Regions from separate parts of the Sus scrofa genome. Here region 1 is linked to region 2. Evidence: chromatin contacts called from public Hi-C data. All regions are on one chromosome and are shown on one strand. The core of a region is the stretch at or near the end of the contact, and the rest is flanking DNA. Distances in the headings are between cores, read along the strand shown.

Region 1 (6,954 bases), core at 2,215-4,714, 1.6 Mb after region 2:
CCAACCGTGACTGTGTGCTGGTCAGCTAAGCCCCGGGATCCCACACACGAAGAGGATTGCACATGGTGGGACTGTGGACATAACCTGTGAGCCCAAACAAAATCAAGGAGAATTTCTACATGCTCAAATAAACGTGCAAAAACATTCAATGTGCAAGAAACATGAAACCACATAATAGACACAAAAGATAACACACACACACACATGGGAACATGATGAGACGACGTGAGGCAGGGACATAAGATGTGAGAGGAGGCAATTCTGATGGAAAATAACCCATCGTTTCTCCACGGCCTGTGGACAGCATAGGACAACCCAGCTGCACACAGCACACAAGCCATTAAACATGTCAAAGGCACACCCACTCAGTGTGGAAAACATGGCCCCCACAAGGCATCTGTGTGTCAGTAAGGGTCGGGCACAGCACGGAGGCCACTGAGAAACAAGAGGTTCTGTGCCTAGACAGAAACAGAGGTGTCTGAGGGCATTCCTAGGAAGCAAATTCTGCGGGGGGGGGGGGGGGGGGGAAGAAGGGCAATAAACTGCCTTCTGCCTGCCCCAAGCCCCCAAGAGTCAGGTGGGGCCAAAGGGCAAGAAAAGGAATTGGGGAAGGTGTTGGGCACTCCCTCTGCAAGATTCCCTGTCCACACCCCATCCCAAATGCACAGGGTCTCCGCCTCTCCTCCTTCTCAGGCCTCCTCTCCTTTCCCCAGCAACCCTCTCCCCAGTCGGCCCTTCTTTTCCCACCAGCCGTCTCCTCGGCCCGCCCTCCCAGACCCAATCTTTCCCCCATCCCCTCCTCCACGTCCCTTTCAGCACCCTCCTCCCTCCTCCTCCCATCCCTTTCCTGCCCCCACCTCAGTGGGGTGGGGGGCCTGGGGGGCTGGCCCCCTCCCCAGCCAGGCTGCGGCAGCGGTGGTGGCGGGTGGCTGTGTCTCTGCCTCAGTCGGGGTGTCGGTGCCAAGGGGGGCGACAGGATTTGGGGGTGTCCTAGCCCCGGCCGATGGAGGGGAGGTGAGAGTGGGAGGCTGGGCCCATAGCGGTAGGAATGGTGGGGGTTGTCCCCCCAGCTCCCTCCCTCCCTCCCTTCCTGCCGTCTCGGAGGGCTGGGGCTGCTGCTGCCGCTATCCCCCGCCACCCCTCCCCACGCCCGCTCGTTTCCGGGGCTGGCCAGGAAGTAGGGGGCGGTGATGGGCGCCCTGTTTTGCCAATCGCCGCCCGGGGACCTTGGCATCTCTTCCCCACATCTTTCTGTCTCCTCCGGCTAGCTCCACCCCACGAGAGCTCTGCTGGGCTCTGCCTCCGTGTCTCTGGCCTTCTGTGGCTTCAGCGGCACCTTTTTGTCTCCAGTTTCCTTTCAGCACACATGGCTTGGGTCCCTTGGTGCTGTATTCCTTCCTTGGCCAGTTCCTTCCCAGCCTGCAAAAAGCTCTCCTCCTACAGCTGATTGGTTTCTTCCTTTCTCCTGAACTCCCACATCTGCTGCTTATTCCCTCTGACTCCATCCCTTCTCCAACTCTCTTTTCCTGTTCCCTGTTCAAGTCCAAATATTTATCAAGCACTTACTAAACGCCAAGCACTGAGTTCTTCACCTCTCTTGTTCTCTCCAGGGCTCCATCTCACTCCACCTCACCCTGCAGCCCTCTTGTCTGATCTCTTTGCCCTTTGTCCCCACCACCCCCCACCACTATCTCCCAGCAGCCCAGCTCCCTCCACCACCACCTTCCCCCTTCCTGGCCTTTGGAGAGAAGGGATACTCTCAGGCCCTCTCCCTGCCCCTGTTCTTCCGTGTTCTTTAAACCTCAGTACTTTTTCTAGTTCTCTCCTTCCTATCAGTCTCCTTACTCCTCTAAGCTGAAACTACTCCTCCGCAACATAGAAAAGATGTACTCTTTTCTTCCAATGGAAACTGGGCATAGGGTTGCTTTGTGGAAAAGACTTGTGAGGAAGAATGCTGATTCCTTTGGGCCCAGCATGCCTCCTTAATTCTGTAGTCACATACCTAGCTCTCTCTCCTGCCTGTTGCCCTCTTTCCCATATTCCCATCGGCCCCTTATCGGGATCACTCCATCACTCTTCCCTTCTTGGTCTCTGCTTCTCCGCTCATAAACGTTTCCCCTAAACCTCTAAGCGCCTCCTAAACCCTTACCTCCCCTGCCTTAGGCGTCAACTAACATCTCACCTTGCCTCACTTGAGTCACGTGAGGCCTTTTACCGGGATGTTGTTGAGCAGCCCTTAGCCTGTGTCGGGCCTCAACCCTCTCAGACACCTTTGCCCTGCAAGCGTTTTACAAGCCCTGAGGAAGAGGATGTAAAGAATACTGGTGATGGGAAGACTGTTACCTAGTTCTGCTTCTTGGGCCACAGTGAGGACCACTGACTGTAGAAAAGGACCAAACTCGTACGAAAGGCCCAAGCTCTATAGCAGGTTGCCCAAGTCCCTGGGGGTACAGCTCAGAGGAAGACCCCAGGTCAGCTAGGCCAAGTACGTGAAGGAAGGGGCGGGCCTAACCCCATCCCGCCGCGGGTCGCCTAAAAAGGGGCGGGCCTTGCCTCTTCTGCACCCATTCACAAAGCCGAGGAGATTTTTGCTCTTAAGGCTTAAAACGGAGAGGAGGTCAACCCTGTTCTACTCTGTGTCACACTGAAAGGGGGATGGGCCTTCAGTTCTGCTGTGTAAATCACCTAAGGAGGGGCGGGCTGAGTCGTCCAGCCGAGGGAGATGGATTAACACCAGCGCCGCAGATCGATGCTCGCACCATCCAAACGTCGGGCTAATCCCAATTCTGCTCCCTTCTTCACTAAGAGTGAGGGGCGGACCCAAGTTCTGCTCTTTACGTCACCGAAGGAGGCCGGAGCCATTTTGAACCCTGCGACCCCAGTAATGGTCCTCTTTTCCGAGCTCTTCGCTGTCTTTTCCGATCTCGGCCAATCAGGGGCGAAAGGAACAACCCAATCAGCAGAGAGACAGAGAGAGAGAGAGAAAAAAAAAAAAACCACGATCGGAGGACCCGGATGAGGCCGAGCCGAGGCCTTTGAACTCCAAACCTCGCCAATTGTAGAGCAGTCACCATGGCGACAAGAGAGCGAGGTGAAGGGGTGGGATCAGAGAAGGCTCAACCCTCACAGGATTGGCCCTCCCCGCCCCTCCGCCGGCTGCGCACGCGCATTTTGCCTAGCCACCATTTTCCGTCTAGTTCTAGCCAATCAATTGCTTTGGAGCCTTACGCTCCAAAGTCCAATAGGAATCCCGACATTCTGTGAAGAAGGAAGTAAAGGAAAGAAAGGGCCTTCTAGTGGGCGAGGTCTACGTAGTCTGGAGCCAATTGCTTCTGGCCTTTGGTTATGACTGGCAGCTACTCAAACGAATAAAGCCCTCCCTGGCCGGCGACAGGACGTGTGGAGTTAATACCAATCCGGTGGCCGTGCTTACTGTCTGTGACTGTGTCAGCCAATAGACATTGTGCAAGGGCAGCACCGCGCAAACCTCTTTGCTCCCCTGCCCTTTGGACCAATCCTTTCTTTTGACCCTGTGGGATTGACAGGCATTCAGACCTATAGTAATTAGAAAACCCTGAGGCCTGCCCAAAGATCGTGGGCAGGAGGCGGTTTCTCGTTTGTTGGGGCGCTTGTACGTGTGTTTCGGGGGATTAAGGGGTACACGGGGGCGAAGCAGAACCGGCCATGGCAGCAGCGGAGGAGGAGGACGGGGGCCCCGAAGGGCCAAACCGCGAGCGGGGCGGGGCGGGCGCGACCTTCGAATGTAATATATGTCTGGAGACTGCTCGGGAAGCTGTGGTCAGCGTGTGTGGCCACCTGTACTGGTGAGAATCTGGGAAGGGGGCGAAAAAGAGTGGGTCTCACCTCTATAGTATGGAGGCTGGGGGTGAGAGGGGGCATATAGGCTTATAGATGATCAGAGGGCACATTCTCCTAGGTGAGGCCTCAGGAGGGTTCTTAGGTCTTTTTAGGTATGTGTGGGCGAGAGGGTCACATCTGTGCAGAGGAGACCTGTGGAAAGGAGTCATAGAAACTAGGAGCTGGGGCGTACGGTGTGTTAAGAGGAAAGGGGGCACAGGGGGTGGGCGCTGCACAGCGGTGCAGATGAGACCCGAGCCACCTTACCCCAGGGAGGTTGGGAACAGATTAGACTCAAAGGTCAGGGGAGATAGGCATCAGGTGAGTAAAGGGAGATCTGGGGAACGTGGGATCACATTCCGGTGAGATATGGGAAGGGGCAGGATGACAAACCTGGGGACAGGGGTGCTGTAGAGGAGCAGTCCCCAGAGGTTAAGGAATTATGGAAAGAGGGCCCTTTATTGGACATGGGAGAGAAGAAAAGGAGTAGCAAAAGAAGATACTGGTAAAGGGGGTTTGGTTTGGGATTAATGGGGGCATAGATGGGGCTGGGGCTGAAAGGAGATCTGGAAAAGGATGGTCAAGAGAACTGGAAATTAAGTTGAAAGGTTGAGAAGAGAGGGGGAGAGGAGCGGGTTGAGCATGTTGAGGGTGGACGTAGCTCTAGGTATTGGAAAGTCAGAGAAGCAGGGAGGCCAGTTTGGCTGGCATAGTAGAGGTTGTGGAAAATATGGCAGGAAACAGCAGGTAACACCTGGGAACGGGTGGCGAGTTAGGACCCTGAGTTTGAGTCTGTGTCTTTTGTGTAGCTGGTCTGACCTTTTTCTTTCCCCCTTTCCAGTTGGCCCTGTCTTCATCAGGTGCGTACTCAGAGGAGATGAAGAGGGAGATGGGGAGGTCTGAGGAGCTGGAAGACGCTTCTGTGTACTGGAAACCACTACATTTTTTTCCCCCAGTGGCTGGAGACACGGCCAGAGCGGCAAGAGTGCCCAGTGTGTAAAGCTGGGATCAGCAGAGAAAAGGTTGTCCCCCTCTATGGGCGAGGGAGCCAGAAGCCCCAGGATCCCAGGTGAGAGAGGGGAGGTAGTGCTGAGGGAAGGGAAGAGGAGGGAGTATTATTCCCTGTTGATCATCCCTCTCCTCTTCCTCAGATTGAAAACTCCACCCCGCCCGCAGGGCCAGCGACCGGCGCCTGAGAGCAGAGGGGTGAGTCTTGTGTGATTGCCTTCCTTCCTTGCCAAAGACTTGCCCAGCTCCCCACTGACGTTCTTCACCTCCCTAGGGATTCCAGCCATTTGGCGACACTGGGGGCTTTCACTTCTCGTTTGGTGTTGGTGCTTTTCCCTTTGGCTTTTTCACCACCGTCTTCAATACCCACGAGCCATTTCGTCGGGGGACAGGTAAGAGCCTTCCCTCAGCTGCTCCTGGCGAGCCCTCCGACCCCCGCAGCCCTGCCTCCCTCCTGGCCTCCCAGTGGCCGCTGCGTCCACAGCTTTCTTCTCTCCCACAGGTGTGGATCTGGGACAGGGTCACCCGGCCTCCAGCTGGCAGGACTCCCTCTTCTTGTTTCTCGCCATCTTCTTCTTTTTCTGGCTGCTCAGTATTTGAGCTGTGTCTCCCTCCTGCCCACCTCCAGCCAGAGGAGAATCAGTATTGGGGGTCCCTGCTGACCCTTCCTTACTCCCGGATCCTCGCTGCCCCCCCACACACCCTCCATTTCTGTCGCCTAAGGCCAACCCTGGCCACTCTCTGGGAGGGTGTGGGGAGGAGGGGCAACATCTGCAGGATGGGAGAACCTTTGCTCTGGACGGACGGCTCCCTCGAGAGCAACGTAACTCCCAGCTCAGGGAGGGGGAGGACCGAAGAGGAGGCCCGGCCCTCCTCCCTCCCAATGCTTTGCTTCCCCCACACTTCTTGATTTGATGCTGACAGGTGGGCAAGGCTCCCTCTGATGCTCCCCCCACGTTCCCCTTGTTGATTTAATTTAATTTTTCCCTCCCCAGTGTCTAATGTGGGCTCCGAGTCTTCAGTGCTTCCTTCCCCTTACTACCTCCTTTCTTACAAATTCAATAAATAAGGTGAGATGTATTCATGGGATCTCCGCCCACCTCTGTCCGTCCCTGTCCCTCCTTCTTTCCACAACAGGGAGCATCTTCTCCCTGGTGTGAGTGGGTGTTGGTGTGGTGGGGGGGAGGGTGTCTCACACACACACACACAAACACAAGCAAATGGGGCAAGATGTGTCAGGTGTTTACTCATGATGGCTTGTGGGGGGCTCTGGTTGTGGAGGAGAGCTTGGGGAGGCGGGGTGGAGATTATACAGGGGTGAACTGGTCTGGGGCCAGAACCGAGTGTGGGAAAAAGAAAAGGCAGAGGGTGGGTGGCCGTCTGGCTGGGGCTGCTCAAGGCGCTCCTGCACTGCTCTCAGCCGCCTCGGGATCCTCCGGCTGGTTCAGCTCCGCACGCTCCTCCTCGTCTTCCTCCTGGTTTTCGGGGGCCTTCCTGGGAGGGGGCGTTGGGGAGAATTCGCCGTATTTCCAGCACTCTGTCATCCTCCCCCCGCACCCCTCCCTGCTGCCTGGAGGCCCTCTGGCCTCCTCTGCTCACCTCTCCTGTCCTCTGCGTTGCCGCCTGTGCCACATGATGACCCCGACGAGCAGGGCGGCGGTCCCCAGGCCTCCCAGGATCCCCAGGGCTAGGGCTAGCGTTCCCAGCCCCGGCCCTTCGACAGAACCTGTGGGGAGTTGGGGAGAACTGAGGGCACAGCCCCGCCGCGCACAGTTCCTTTCTTGCCCAGTATCCCCGCGTCGTGCTGAGGGCGGTCAGCTTCCCTCTGACCTTACCCAGCCCCTCACCTGCCGCCGGCCCCTCCTCGCCTGTTTCTGGAAGACAAAGTTGGAGCAGGTCAGAAGGAACGGCTTCAGTTTGGGAGAGGGCTGTTGAGCGGCAGCCCCCACAGTCTTTCCCTCTCCTCCCGCGGTTCAGCGGGGAGAGGGGCCAGGCCGCCCGTTCTCTCGGTGGGGTTTGGATGGGGCAGAGGGGGCCTAGATGTGGCTGCACTGAGGGAGGGGTGGGGTGGCTCTTGGGGACAGTGCC
Region 2 (5,972 bases), core at 2,656-5,155:
TGGGAGGAGGATGGTTTCCTTTTTTCGTCTGTGCCAGCAGCATATGAAGTTCCTGGGCCAGGGGTTGAACCCATAGCGCAGTTGTGACCCTGGTCACAGCTTCAGCAAGAGGGGATTCTTAACCCACTGAGCCATCAGGGAACACCCAGGGCTTCAGTTTTAACTTACCTTCTAGGTTTCTGGTTTTACATCACTTCACCCAATGTGAAGATTGCCTTTACTTTCTTGACATCTCATTAATGGATTAAAATATTTATGGTTATATCTTTTGAGAGCATTTTTTCCCCAGTCTGACCTATTTATTTTCTAACTTTTTTTTAATGGTATTATTTTTTCTGCGTATTTTTTTCTTGGGCCGCTCCTGCGGCATATGGAGATTCCCAGGCTAGGGGTCCAATCGGAGCTGCAACCACCGGCCCATGCCAGAGCCACAGCAATGCGGGATCCGAGCGCGTCTGCAACCTACACCACATTTCACGGCAACGCCGGATTCCTAACCCACTGAGCAAGGCCAGGGATCAAACCGGCAACCTCATGGTTCCTAGTGGAGTCGTTAACCACTACGCCACGACGGGAACTCTCTAACTTTTTTTTAATGAGCATAAGTTTTTAATTTTTATGAGGTCTGGTTTATCTTTTTTTTTTTTTTCTTTTCTTTTATGGCGAGTGCTTTTTTGTTTTCTAAGAGATCTTGGCATCCTTCATAATTTGCAAGCTAATTTCTTAAAATTTATTTGTCTTTTTTTTGGGGGGGGTGCACCCATGGCATATTGAAGTTCCCAGGCTAGGGGGAAAATCAGAGCTGCAGCTTCTGACTTACACCACAGCCACAGCAATGCCAGATCTGAGCCACATCTGTGACTTATACCACAGCTCATGGCAACACTGGATCCTGAACCCACTGAGTGAGGCCAGGGATCAAACCTGCGTCCTTATGGATACTAGTCCGATTTGTAACTGCTGAGCAATGACAGGAACTCCAATCCCAGCATTTTTAGTTGTCTTGAATTTGTGGAGGGTTGTTTAGAAGAGCTAGTCTTCCACTGTCATAAATGAATCCTTTTTTGATTATTTAACTGTCTCACCTTACACTGCTAGACTCTCTTCCTTTGGCCAAATATAACAAGTTCTTTCGTTCTCTATAGGTTCCAGGAGAAAGAAGACTCTTGACTTTTTTTTTTTTTTTGAACGACTTAACAGTCCCTCCTTCTCCTCTTCCTTGGAAAGTGAAGAATGTTGGATTCTTAGATCCTCTGTCCATTTCCTGACTGCAGTGTTTTTCTCCCAGAGGAAAAGCAGATCATCACATGGGGATTACTGTTGTCCCAGAGTGCTCCTACCCCAGTTGTTTCTTTATTAAAATAATATTTTTCTATTAAGAGCCAGACATATGTGTGTTATTTATAATGTGTCTTGTTCCAAAAGAAATTTATGTTAGCTTACAGAGATATATTTGTTCTTTCAACAAATCTATCAGCTGCAAAAAAGAATATAAATTAGTACATCAAAAAGAAAAAGAAGGACCAAAAAAAATGGAGCCAGGAATGAGGCTAATATAAAAAGGCAACTATAAAAAAAATTTTTTTTAAAAAGGCAATTGTAAGTATTCCCTAATTATCTAAATTTATTTGGAGTTAAATCTGACACCAAGAGATACTGGTGGACATTTTAGAAATTTTTTTTTTTTTTTTTTTTTGTCTTTTTGCCATTTCTTGGGCCGCTCCCGCGGCATATGGACGTTCCCAGGCTAGGGGTCCAATTGGAGCTGTAGCTGCCAGCCTATGCCAGAGCCACAGCAACACGGGATCCGAGCTGCGTCTGCGACCTACACCACAGCTCACGGCAACGCCGGATCATTAACCCACTGAGCAAGGGCAGGGACCGAACCCGAAACCTCATGGTTCCTAGTCGGATTCATTAACCACTGCGCCACGACGGGAACTCCAGAAATTGTTTTTTTATTGCTCTTGAGATAAAGGTTGTGTGTGTGTGTATTCATTGTAATAGATTCATGTAAAGAAAAGTAAAAAAAAAAAAAAAAAGAAATCAAGAGTTTTGTTTTTTCTTTATAGGCCACACATGTGGTATGTGGAAGTTCCCAGGCTAGGGGTCAAATCTGAGCTGCAGCTGCCATCCTACGCCACAGCCACAGCAACACCAGATCTGAGCAGGGTCTGTGACCTACCCCACAGCTCACAGCAACGCTAGATCCTTAACCCACTGAGTGAGGCCAGGGATCGAACCTGCATTCTCCTGGATACTAGTCAGGTTCATTACTGATGAGCCACAATGGAAACTCCCAGAGATTTTTTTTTTTAATGGGTTTAATTCTATATACTGAGTTGCCTTGCTTTTTTTTGGTTTGGATCAAAAACATAAAAGGGAAACAAATACTTAGTCCAGGAACAATAAACATTCAAATTTCAAATGTCTGGGAATCAATATTCCTGCATTTCTTGGTTTAAATAATGGTAATGATTATCTTGTAATTGTGTGGCCCTTTATATATTAGGAGTCTCAAACATACACTTATTTGACCCCACAACAGCTTAGAGGAATGAGCCGGGCAGTCCTCCACACTACGTTTAACCAGTTGTGGTAGCTGACTTTCCTGCCGTACTCCTGAAATCTAAAAAAAACCTGTTCCTGTTTCTACCCTACTTTAAACTTTTCCCTAGTCTATAACGCTGACTGGGTAAAGCCCCGGTTTCTTAGCAAAGCACACAGGGAGGGCCTCCCGTGTGGCCATGCCCACCCATCAGTTCTTGTCTGGCACGCCCCTCACGTCCCCACAGTACAAAAGTGAGTTTCCTTCCGTGCAAGCAACTACGACTTTGTAGGTTGTTTTCTTTACCTAAAAAACTCATTTGTCTTCTTGTTCTCTTTTTACCGCTCTTTTGCTCCCTGAGAAACATGCACATATTTTTTGTCTCATCATAAACTGGTCTGTATTACAATTTATGACCATTTCTGTGCTTAATCTTACTCATCTTCCCCCCCCCCAGGACAAATGTAGGCAGTAACTCAGTTTCATAGGTAAGTCTTACATTTATGTTAATAGTCCAGTGACTTACATTTTTGTTAGTATTTATGCCAGTCTTTCCCACTAGACCGGGAGCTAAAAGGCAGAATCTTGAGGGTTTTATGCTCCTCCATCTTCAAGTTCTGATAGTGACAGGAAAAAAAAATACAAGTTGAAGGGACATTAAGTGCCCTGCTCGAACACCTGCAGTCACAGGGCGAGGATTAAAACCCAGAGTCTTAATCAAGTGTGTTTCCAATTGCCCCTGGGTCCCCATTCTCTAGTTCCCAGACGAAACAATAAGGAAAGGAGGACAGGCATTGTCATTGCCCCTTGGTTTTCCTCGCCCTCCCACACACCCCAAGGGATATGGGGTTATGGGGGGTGATTGGGGGCTCAGCCACAGGATGTTTAAACCAGGTACAGCGTCCACTTTGTAGCTGCAAGTCATCGCTACCCTTGCCGTTCGCCGTGGTGCGGTGCAGGAACGGGTTCTTGCCGTTGATCGCCCCGCCCCTGCTCCCACACCTCAGGGACGCCTCTTCCGCCAAATTCGTGTCGCCTCCTTGCGGCGCCTGCGCACTGTCACATTACGGCGGAACTAATCCCGCGACCCTGCGCTCTGACGCCTTTAGTGCCAGGAAGGGAAAAGGGGGACCACAGAACGCGTCACACCCGGAAGCGGAGAGCCGGAAGTGGGGTTGGACAGGTTATCCCCAGGGGTGGGGCAGCGGAGGCCCAGGAGGAGGGGGAAAAAGAAGGTGGAGGAACCTGGCTACTAATCTGAATCCGATACGGATTCTCTTAGACCTCAGAGACACAGAAAAGAGAGAAGGGTGCCTCATCCCCCTTCCTCCCCTCCTTCCTCTCCTCAGCCTTAGCCATGGCGGAGGCAGGGGCCGGGCTGAGTGAGACCGTCACTGAGACAACGGTTACCGTGACAACCGAGCCCGTGAGAAAGGCGGGGGGCGGTGCTGTTTAGGGGTCGGGGAGCTACCGGGAGGGAAGGGATAGGGCTTTGGAGAGTTGCTGGAGGGGCTGGGCCTGGGGATGTGGGAGGAGTGGGGTTGTGAGAATCGCAAGGTATTGGGGATTTTTGGTGTGTCAGAGTTGGTGCAGAAGGCTGGTCGAGAAGCGTGTTATATATAGAGTTAGGATGTAGGTGATGCTGCTTGGGGGAGGGGGGCTTGTAGAAGTAAAGAAAGAACGGGAACTTGGAGATTACGGAGCAAGGGAGGTGCTGGGGGAAATGAAGGGCTGTGTAAGAAAGCATGGTTGGAGGCCAGCTGCAGGGGAACTTGACTGGAAGCATGCTTATGAATAAGTATTCGTTGAAGGGATGAATGCGAAAGGAAGCAAAAGAATGAGGGAACAAGAAAAGGGAGATGAAGATAGTATTTTGAGAAACCAGCGGAGATGTAAATAGAGAAAAATGTAGCATTTTTGCCAAAACAGGTTAAGTTGCTTTCATTGGGAAAAGATTGTATGGAACTTCATAACCCTTGAATTAAGGGAGTTTAGAGTAATAGTAATTGGAGCTGTCAGGATGGTGGAGAATAGATGGATAAGAGGTGGGGAGTGCTGGGCTTGAGGATGAGACAGGTGAGAACAGAGTTCTTTCTTTAATGGGAAAAAGAATAGGGGGTCTGGAAAAAGAAAGAGATCAAAGAGTAGGCATCGGTGACTGAGGAAATAATTTCCATGTGTTAATACCACCAAGGATGATTTGGGGAGGAAGATGGAGAAACAGCGAGGATTATATTTTCCTTTGAAGATTTGCTGGGACCTTCCCTAGGTTAGGAATTGTGTCTTCTCTGTATACTAGTGATTACCAAGAACAGGAGATAACATGTCACGATTCCTCTAGGGACACCCTGAGGTCCAAAACCTGTTCTATTTTATCTTCTCCCAGCCCTCAGCTCCTCTGGCCTTAGGTCCATGATCCTGACTGAGCTGGGAAAGGGAAGAGAGGAGCCCCCCCCCCCCAGCTCCCGCCCCGGGAGGTAGGGGGAAAGGTTAGTGGGAGGGGATTCGATAGGTAAGCCCATCCTTCTTACCTTCCAGGAGAACCGGAGCCTAACCATCAAACTTCGGAAACGGAAGCCAGAGAAAAAGGTAGAATGGACGAGTGACACTGTGGACAACGAACACATGGGGCGCCGCTCATCAAAATGTGAGTAATTGTTGGCCCACAGTAACCCTGGAGTCCTGGCTCCCCTGAGCATATCTTCTACCTTGTCACATCCACTGGCCTTCCTGAAGCCTGCAGGTGCTCACAATTCTGTCGTTGTCTGGGGGATTCTCTGGTGTCAGGGAGAGAAGGTTAGAGTTAGAGGGAAGGAGGTCAGGAGGGGCTTGAACTGGGATGTGCTAAGGCCTGAAGTCAGGACATATCTGAAATGGGAGAAATGGAGCTTTAGATTCCTGGCTGGAAAGGACGAGGGAGTTGGGTGCTTGAGTCCCAGGGTGTGAGCCAGGGCTGCTGGATCCTGGAAGGTAACTCTTCCTCCTTTTTAACTGGGCTCCTCCTTTCAAATCCAGGCTGCTGTATTTATGAGAAACCTCGGGCTTTTGGCGAGAGTTCCACGGAGAGTGATGAGGAGGAAGAGGAGGGCTGTGGTCATACACACTGTGTACGGGGCCACCGCAAAGGACGGCGTCGTGCAACCCCGGGACCAAGCCCCACCACCCCTCCGCAGCCTCCCGACCCCTCCCAGCCCCCTCCAGGGCCAATGCAGCACTAAATTCCTCTCTCCCCCACCATTCCTGTGTCTGTCTGGCCCTGAATGTATTCATGTGGCTCCTTGGGGACTAAACCCATGTTTGATCCCTTCTCCAGCCCCTTCCTCCCCTCTCCGGATAGAAGGAAACAGGAGAGGAGGGTGGACAGAGATCCCGGAATTCTGACTTGCTGCTATTCCAGAGCCCAGGCTTCTGGGTTCTCTGAGTC

The links. A called contact is a pair of places that touch in the nucleus more often than the background predicts.
Region 1: a Hi-C map of liver shows a contact between it and region 2, with 4 times the contacts expected there. The contact joins the promoter of RNF5 here to the promoter of PPP1R11 in region 2. A contact is called at or near these places in 1 of 5 promoter capture datasets (fetal liver), 2 of 47 Hi-C or Micro-C datasets (embryonic fibroblasts and liver) and 1 of 2 datasets of contacts at active chromatin or transcription factors (skeletal muscle).

What each region holds. Positions count from the first base shown.
Region 1 is chr7:24,212,029-24,218,982 of Sscrofa11.1, forward strand. It overlaps RNF5 (ring finger protein 5), which reads left to right and starts at 3,465. Exons shown (of 6, transcript NM_001123224.1): 1 at 3,465-3,824; 2 at 4,700-4,718; 3 at 4,815-4,927; 4 at 5,010-5,064; 5 at 5,141-5,258; 6 at 5,369-5,955. The coding sequence starts at 3,685. The coding sequence ends at 5,466. It overlaps AGER (advanced glycosylation end-product specific receptor), which reads right to left. Exons shown (of 11, transcript NM_001123218.1): 9 at 6,714-6,740; 10 at 6,466-6,592; 11 at 6,092-6,360. The coding sequence ends at 6,261.
Region 2 is chr7:22,630,169-22,636,140 of Sscrofa11.1, forward strand. It overlaps PPP1R11 (protein phosphatase 1 regulatory inhibitor subunit 11), which reads left to right and starts at 3,906. Exons shown (of 3, transcript NM_001123166.1): 1 at 3,906-3,974; 2 at 5,087-5,195; 3 at 5,564-5,766. The coding sequence starts at 3,906. The coding sequence ends at 5,766. ZNRD1 (zinc ribbon domain containing 1) reads left to right here. Exons shown (of 5, transcript NM_001168701.1): 5 at 1,146-1,389. The coding sequence ends at 1,170.